Linked DNA regions of Mus musculus: region 1 is linked to region 2. Evidence: chromatin contacts called from public ChIA-PET data. All regions are on one chromosome and are shown on one strand. The core of a region is the stretch at or near the end of the contact, and the rest is flanking DNA. Distances in the headings are between cores, read along the strand shown.

Region 1 (3,203 bases), core at 564-3,063, 110 kb after region 2:
ACTCAACAAAAGAGAGGCAAAGAATACACCAAACCCCAGCTTTACCAACAGACATGTTCATGAACAACCTTTTTTGTTTGTATGTGATATGCTTCCTTTTGGACAGAATGCCCTGGAAAAGGTGCCTGGGCCTGGGAAAGTGGAGCTCGTCTGACTCATCTCTGTAAATCTGTGGTGTGGTATACATGGTGTTGACATGTTCTTTTAAAACTAACGCCTCAGACTAGCAGACGTGAAGCCCCAGAAAGATAAAGCCTCCATAGGGGTGAGGGACTCGTTCTTCCCAAAATTTCTTAAAAAGGACTTTTCTCTCCAAAAGAAATGTTCTCCTTTCTTCTCCACCTTCACAGTGTTCACTGTTAACGTGTTTCAAACTCGAATCTCTGGGCATGGTGGTGCACACTTGGAATCCCAGCACTCAGGAGGCAGAGGCTGGCAGATCTCTGTGAGTTCCAGGCCAGCCTTGGTCTACATAGTAAGTTCCAGGCCAGCCATAACTATATAGCATGACTGTCTCCAAAATACAAAAATAAAAATTAAAAACAAAAACTTTTTTTTCTATTTTAGCAAAGAATCTTGTAGCAGAGTAGAGAACAATAGCACAGAGAATTATTCATCCTATTCTAGAGTAGCATTTATTCGGGTTTGCTTACACCTTAAATGAAATTTACTGCTTACTCAAAGACATTCTGGCCAGTATTAGCTTCATCGTTCACAAGGGGAAATTATTTACATTCCAGAAGCAAAGATTAGACTCAAGTGGACATGGGCACCTAGACCCTGCAAGAAAATAGACCAGATGAATTGATGAATTCAGACAGGTATCTAACTGCGAGCAAGAAACAGTTCAGAGGAATGAAGATTACAATACCATGGATGTCAAGGAGACTAGGGAAAGAACATTCCAGACCAAAACCACTCGCTTCACACAGAATACTGGATGGTCTGGTTAGAGACATGGGAAGTTCCCAGGGATTTGATTTGCTCACATTAATAGGTAAACGTGGTGAAATGAATACTTAATGTCACACGATAATTTCTTTACGCAACTTGCTAAGGCTGAGCTCGCAGCCTTAAAGAGAGGATGGAAATCATTTCCTTGGTGAGCGGAGGTGTGGTGTAGATTTCTATCACTGAACGGTTGGGGGGTTGCCCCCCGCCCAGCCCAGCGACGGGCCTTGAGAAGGTCAATGGGCCGCCCGGACTAAACCTCAGAGGCCAGCGCTGACGTCCTGCTACCGCACAACAGGCCACTGTCAAGCCGCACTTTAGACCCACGGAGCTCATCCCACAATTCAGAGGGCCTTAGGCAACCCGAAGGCCAGCCGCCGGCTTCCAGGACTCTGCTGAGGCTCCCCAGGGCGCCTACCAGGAACAAAGGGGATACCGGGGCCAAGCGCAGAACGCCGGACGGCACCTGCAGCCCCTAAGGGAGACCGGGGCGCTCCACTCGCGGTTCCTGCTGGCGCACTGCAGGAGCGCAAACGCACAGGGCGGCCGACGGGGACCGGGGGGCCCCCGATCCTGCGCGCAGCCCGCAGCCCGGCCTTTACCTGCACGTCACTCAGCTCCACGCGCAGATACAGCTCGCGGTGTCGCTGAGCCCAGTAGACATGCGGCGTCAGCACTTGAGTCTCCATGGCCCACGCTGTCCGGGGGAGCGGGGAGGCTCGGCTTGCTGCGCCTCGTTACCTCGGCCTGTGAGCCGCTGGAGCTAGCAGAACGCAGGCCTCAGACCCGCACGCTCCGCAGCCCGCAGCCCGGCTGTCTCGAGATAACCCACGCTCGCGGCTCGCGCTTGCGCAGTGAGGACCGGGGCGGGAGGGCGGGGCGAACCCAGCGAGGGAGAGGACGGGGCGGGACGTGGGAGAGGCTAGCGGCTGCGCCACGTGATCAGCGGCTCAGTGGCCTTCGGATCAGAGGCTTTTGAGCTCCTCGCTTACCTCCTGTGGCGCTTCAGAGAGGTCCTTGCACAAGAACATGAAAGTGAGAGGCTCTAATCTACAAAGAAAGGGCGGATTGGCGGCGTATGAAGAGGCTTGTGTGCAAGGATCCCTTCCAAGTTTTTTTGTATGATCGCAGCGTTTAGTGAGAACCCACTTCCTCCCTGGGCTTCAAGGCCACACACAGAAAGACAGATGAGCCATTCAAGACATACATTGGTGTTGCTTTTTTTTTTTCTTCCTTCCTTCCTTTCTTTCTTCTTTCTGTCTGTCTTACTATGTAGCTCTAGGTGACCTGAAATTCACTTGGTAGACCAGATCCAGGGACCTGTCGTCTGCTTTTGCCTCCCTTGTGATTTAAAGGTGTGCAACACCTCCCCTGGCCTCAGGCTTCCTGTTTTAAGAGAGATGGTTTCCATTCACTGCCCAACAAACAGAACAGCCCATTCGTTATAGCTATCTACATGAACTAATAAGCAAACAAACAAATCAGTTCCTTGGCATCCCTAGCCCCGTCCTGAGCATTTGAGGACCTGGATGCTGCAGACAGGCACTCTACTATAACCTCAGCTCCTTGTAGTGTCATCATCTGTTTCTAAGTTTTTCTGTAAAGGAGCACAGCTATTATGGGCCCATTTCCAGGGAAATCAATAAGGAGACAGAGACAGAGAGACAGAGATTAGTAAGAGGACTAGAGGACTAGAGGACTATAGCCTAGTCGGTAGTGGGTTTGATCCCCAATAGCACATAAATCAGGACTAGTGGTGAACACCTGTAATCTCAGCACTTGAGATGTTCAGAAGTGCAAAGTCATCCTTAGTTACGTACTGAGTTCAAGGCCAACCTGAACAAACAAAGGAAAGGGAAATAAAGTAGAGTTTATCATCCAGGCTAAAAAGTACACGGTGGTGGGGCAGGGTGAGGGAGACTAGAAGGCAAGGCCAGGGGCAGGGGGATGGGAATAAGGCTTTTATGATGATGTCAGTCAAATGAAAAAGAAACCACACTGTCCTCTCTAGAGACTGCCCCCCCCCCTCCTAGCCCTGTTTGGCTCAGGGCCATGTCTCCCTTCTCAGAGATCAGTCATTACTCCTGCAGAAAGCTTTCATTTGGTCCTTGACACTGATAAAGGCTATTGCCAGGACGTACGCCTAGTTTCTGCTGTTGGCAAGAGATCCTGCTTGGCTCTGATGTTCACCTTTTTACAGACTCTTCTGATGCTTGAAGGACTTAGAGGAGGAGCTGCTGTAGATGGGGATG
Region 2 (3,318 bases), core at 636-3,135:
TTTCGCTTCTTTCATTTTCAAATTTCTATTTTCTTTATCTACTGCCCTTGATGTATTTGCAGTGTAACGTCTTTAACAGTTGCTAGTTGGTGTTTAATGTAGTCTCCCTCTACAGAGAGCATGTCTGTCATCCCTTCTTCTGCTCTTTTACAGCTCAAAAGTACCCAATGGTCCATTTGTTACAAAAAGGTGATGACTCCTTTAACCAGGAACTGCTGAAAAGCATGGTGAAGAGCATTAAAATGAACGATGTCTATGGGCCCATGAGTCAGATTTTAGAGACTCTGAATAAGTGTCCGCATTTTAAAAGACAGCGGTGAGTCTGCCCCTCAGATGATGGGTTATAGCCCATGAGAAGCATCCTGTGGGCTTTATGGTTTTTAGACTACTCTACGCTTATGTAACATAAAGGCTTTGTAGAGAACATAAAAGCTCTAAGGATTCTAATTTTTTCTCCATGTCTTTTTGCCCACAGGAGTTTATATAGAGAAATATTATTTCTCTCACTTGTGGCACTGGGAAGAGAAAACATTGATATAGGTAACTCAATGTCATAAATAACATAGTTTACTGTACTAACTATAAAAACTGTACAAAACACACTATACAGCATATTGTAGATTTTAAAGGGTTTTCAGTGGTGGTCTTAATTATTATATCTTTGCATTAACTTATTAGAAAAATTAATCTTTTTTAGCAACTCTTTAAGATGTATTATTTTTTAAATGATGTGTATGTGTTTATCTGTATGTAGATTTGTACACGTGAGCGCAAGTGCATGGCAGCAGAGTCATGCTAATGTGTAGTGGGCCCGTGTGCATGCTAGTGTGTAGTGGATCTGTGTGCATGCTAGTGTGTAGTGGGCATGTGTGCTATAACTGGTTGCTCAATCAGACCATGCGTCGAGTATGCCGTGAGATTGTTGTTGCAGTTGTTGTTTGTTTGTTTGTTTGTTTTTTGAAACAGTTTCTCTGCAGCCTTGGCTGTCTTAGAACTAAGTAGACCAGTCTGGCCTTAAACTCAGAGATCTGCCTGCCTCAGGCTCCCAGGTGCTGAGATTAAAGGTTTATACCACCACTCCCTGACAGTTGAGTGTAGTATTTTAAATTAACACTTTAAGAACAGACTTATTTAGTTAGAAGAAAGTAATGGACTCATACAGAAGATGGCAATGGGCAAGTTGTTTTAAGGCCTCAGACTTAAAAGCTTCTGCTATTAGGGCTGGTTAGAGATCCCAGTGATTAAAGGCATGTGGGCACCATGCCTGATGACCTAAGTTTGAGCCCTAGAAATCAATGGTAGAAGGAGAGAACCAAGGCCTGCAAGTTGTTCTGTGACCTAAGCATAAGAGCTGGCATGGTGCCCAGTGGGTAAAAGCACTCGCCATGCCACGCATGATGGCCTGACTTCTATCCCTGGGGCCCATGGTGAAAGAGAGAACTGACTCCCAAAAGATACCTTCTGCCTCTACATGTGCACATCATAACACACACACACATACATACACCCAACAACAACAGCAACAATAATCAGCCTTTAAAAGTCTGTGCTAAGTAAATACAGCTGGTGAGATGGCTCAGCAGTGACGAGCACTGCTGTCGTCCCAGAGGACCAGTGTTCAGTTCCCATCACCCATGTCAAGCAACACACAACCACATGTAACTCTAGCTCCAGGGGGTCAGTGCCCTCTTCTGACCCCCATGCTCTCCCACACACATGCACACAGATACAATCATACCATACAGTCACACCACACATACTCAAAAATAAAAATAAAATAAATCTTTATGTGAGCCATCGCACATGGGTTCTGGAATCTGAATGAGCAGCAGGCATATTTAATAACTGAACTGTCTTTCTAGCCTCTCACCCTTCAAAATACAATCAATACCTTCAAAAGACAAAGCTACAATCAGGGAACACTGGACTATGGACCTTGCTAGTCACCGAGTTGAAATAAAGTTGAGAAACTTTGGATGAGTTCCAATAGAAATATAAACATTGAAAATCAAGAGCCAAGTGATGGAGAAGGCTAGAGGAAACACCTGGGCTGAGTCCATAGTTTTGTTTGTAAACAAATATTTTATGTCCTGACCTACCCTTACAATTAAAAATAAGTGTTTCATATTATAAGCAGAAAACTTGGAGCAGAATGCTGTGAATATTTGCTTTTTTTTTTTTTTTTTTTTTTTTTGGTTTTTCGAGACAGGGTTTCTCTGTGTAGCCCTGGCTGTCCTGGAACTCACTTTGTAGACCAGGCTGGCCTCAAACTCAGAAATCTGCCTGCTTCTGGAATATTTGCTTTTTATTTTAATAATTTGAAACACTGGAAACTTAAAACTAAGAAATTTGACAAATTTTTTTAATATTTAATTTAAAAAATGATTGTACAGAGATGTACATCTACACAGATGCCCAGGGTTACTGCATGCACTCAGGCTTCTGCACAAAACATTTGTGACAGTCCCAGAAACCAAAATGGGGGAAAGTCCAAGTAGAGATGGAGAAGTAGATGTGCTAACACATGGGAGGCTGAGGCCAGAGGGTCACACGTTTAATCATGACCAGCCTAGATTGGATCTGAATCTGAAAGTGAAAACTGCCAAAAGAAAACAATGAAAATACAGTGAGTGCTTCAACACGCAGCACATACGGTCTTGGGTATACTTAGCAAAAGGAACCACACAGGAAGTCACATGTGTATGCTTGAAAGTGTGTGAAGTATCCAGATAGAAAATAGATCTGCGATTTCTAGTGCCTAGGATAAGGGAAAGAATGGAAAATTGCTGCCAACTGCTTTTGAAGGGTTTTCATATGATGAAATACTCTGGAATTAGAGAGTGGGGATGCCTGTTCAATCTTGTGAATATATAAAAAGCAAAACAAAGAAAAACAGCCACGCTCAGTTTGACTGAGTTACACACTGGTGAATTGTACATATGGAAAGTATATTTCAAATTTACATAACTTTTCTGACCAAAAAAGAAGAGTCATAAAATATTTAAGGAAGTATTCATTAGTTGGCTTTCCCCTGTAGAAGCCCATATTACTATGGAATGGACAGTGCAAACAAGAGCTAGAAAAGTTGGAAGGACTGAATAGAGTCTAGAAAGAGACATGGACATCTGTGGGGAAAGAAAGTACCTAGTAAAACCAGCTGGGAAAGGCAGAGTTTTACATGAGTTTCAGTCACTGAAGCCACGGGGAGGACACTAGAACCTGGGGAAATGAAGACTGTGTCCTTTGAGCAAGGCTTTTTAACTAATGAGACAGAAAGGGTACCGAGAAACAGCACTCAGCTTGCACTTACCATCCCTT

The links. ChIA-PET counts read pairs in DNA pulled down with a chosen protein or histone mark.
Region 1: an RNA polymerase II ChIA-PET map of effector CD8 T cells shows a contact between it and region 2, with 64 read pairs. The contact joins the promoter of Hacd3 here to the enhancer-like site in region 2. A contact is called at or near these places in 1 of 15 datasets of contacts at CTCF or cohesin (CD8 T cells), 1 of 484 Hi-C or Micro-C datasets (liver), 4 of 115 datasets of contacts at active chromatin or transcription factors (the SCID.adh cell line, effector CD8 T cells, embryonic stem cells and 1 more) and 3 of 9 other capture datasets (adipose tissue, liver and pancreatic islet).

Annotation. Positions count from the first base shown.
Region 1 is chr9:65,019,904-65,023,106 of GRCm38.p6, forward strand. It overlaps Hacd3 (3-hydroxyacyl-CoA dehydratase 3), which reads right to left and starts at 1,814. Exons shown (of 11, transcript NM_021345.2): 1 at 1,554-1,814. The coding sequence starts at 1,640.
Region 2 is chr9:64,912,201-64,915,518 of GRCm38.p6, forward strand. Dennd4a (DENN/MADD domain containing 4A) reads left to right here. Exons shown (of 35, transcript NM_001162917.1): 33 at 154-316; 34 at 476-540. Among named protein-coding and RNA genes, the nearest start is that of Gm39361, 19 kb to the right of the region's middle. Within about 2 kb of position 1,886, at least 40 of the 459 cell types and tissues checked have an H3K27ac peak or open chromatin away from gene starts, as enhancers often do. A contact at or near this core is called in CD8 T cells, the SCID.adh cell line, effector CD8 T cells and 2 more, where this site is marked.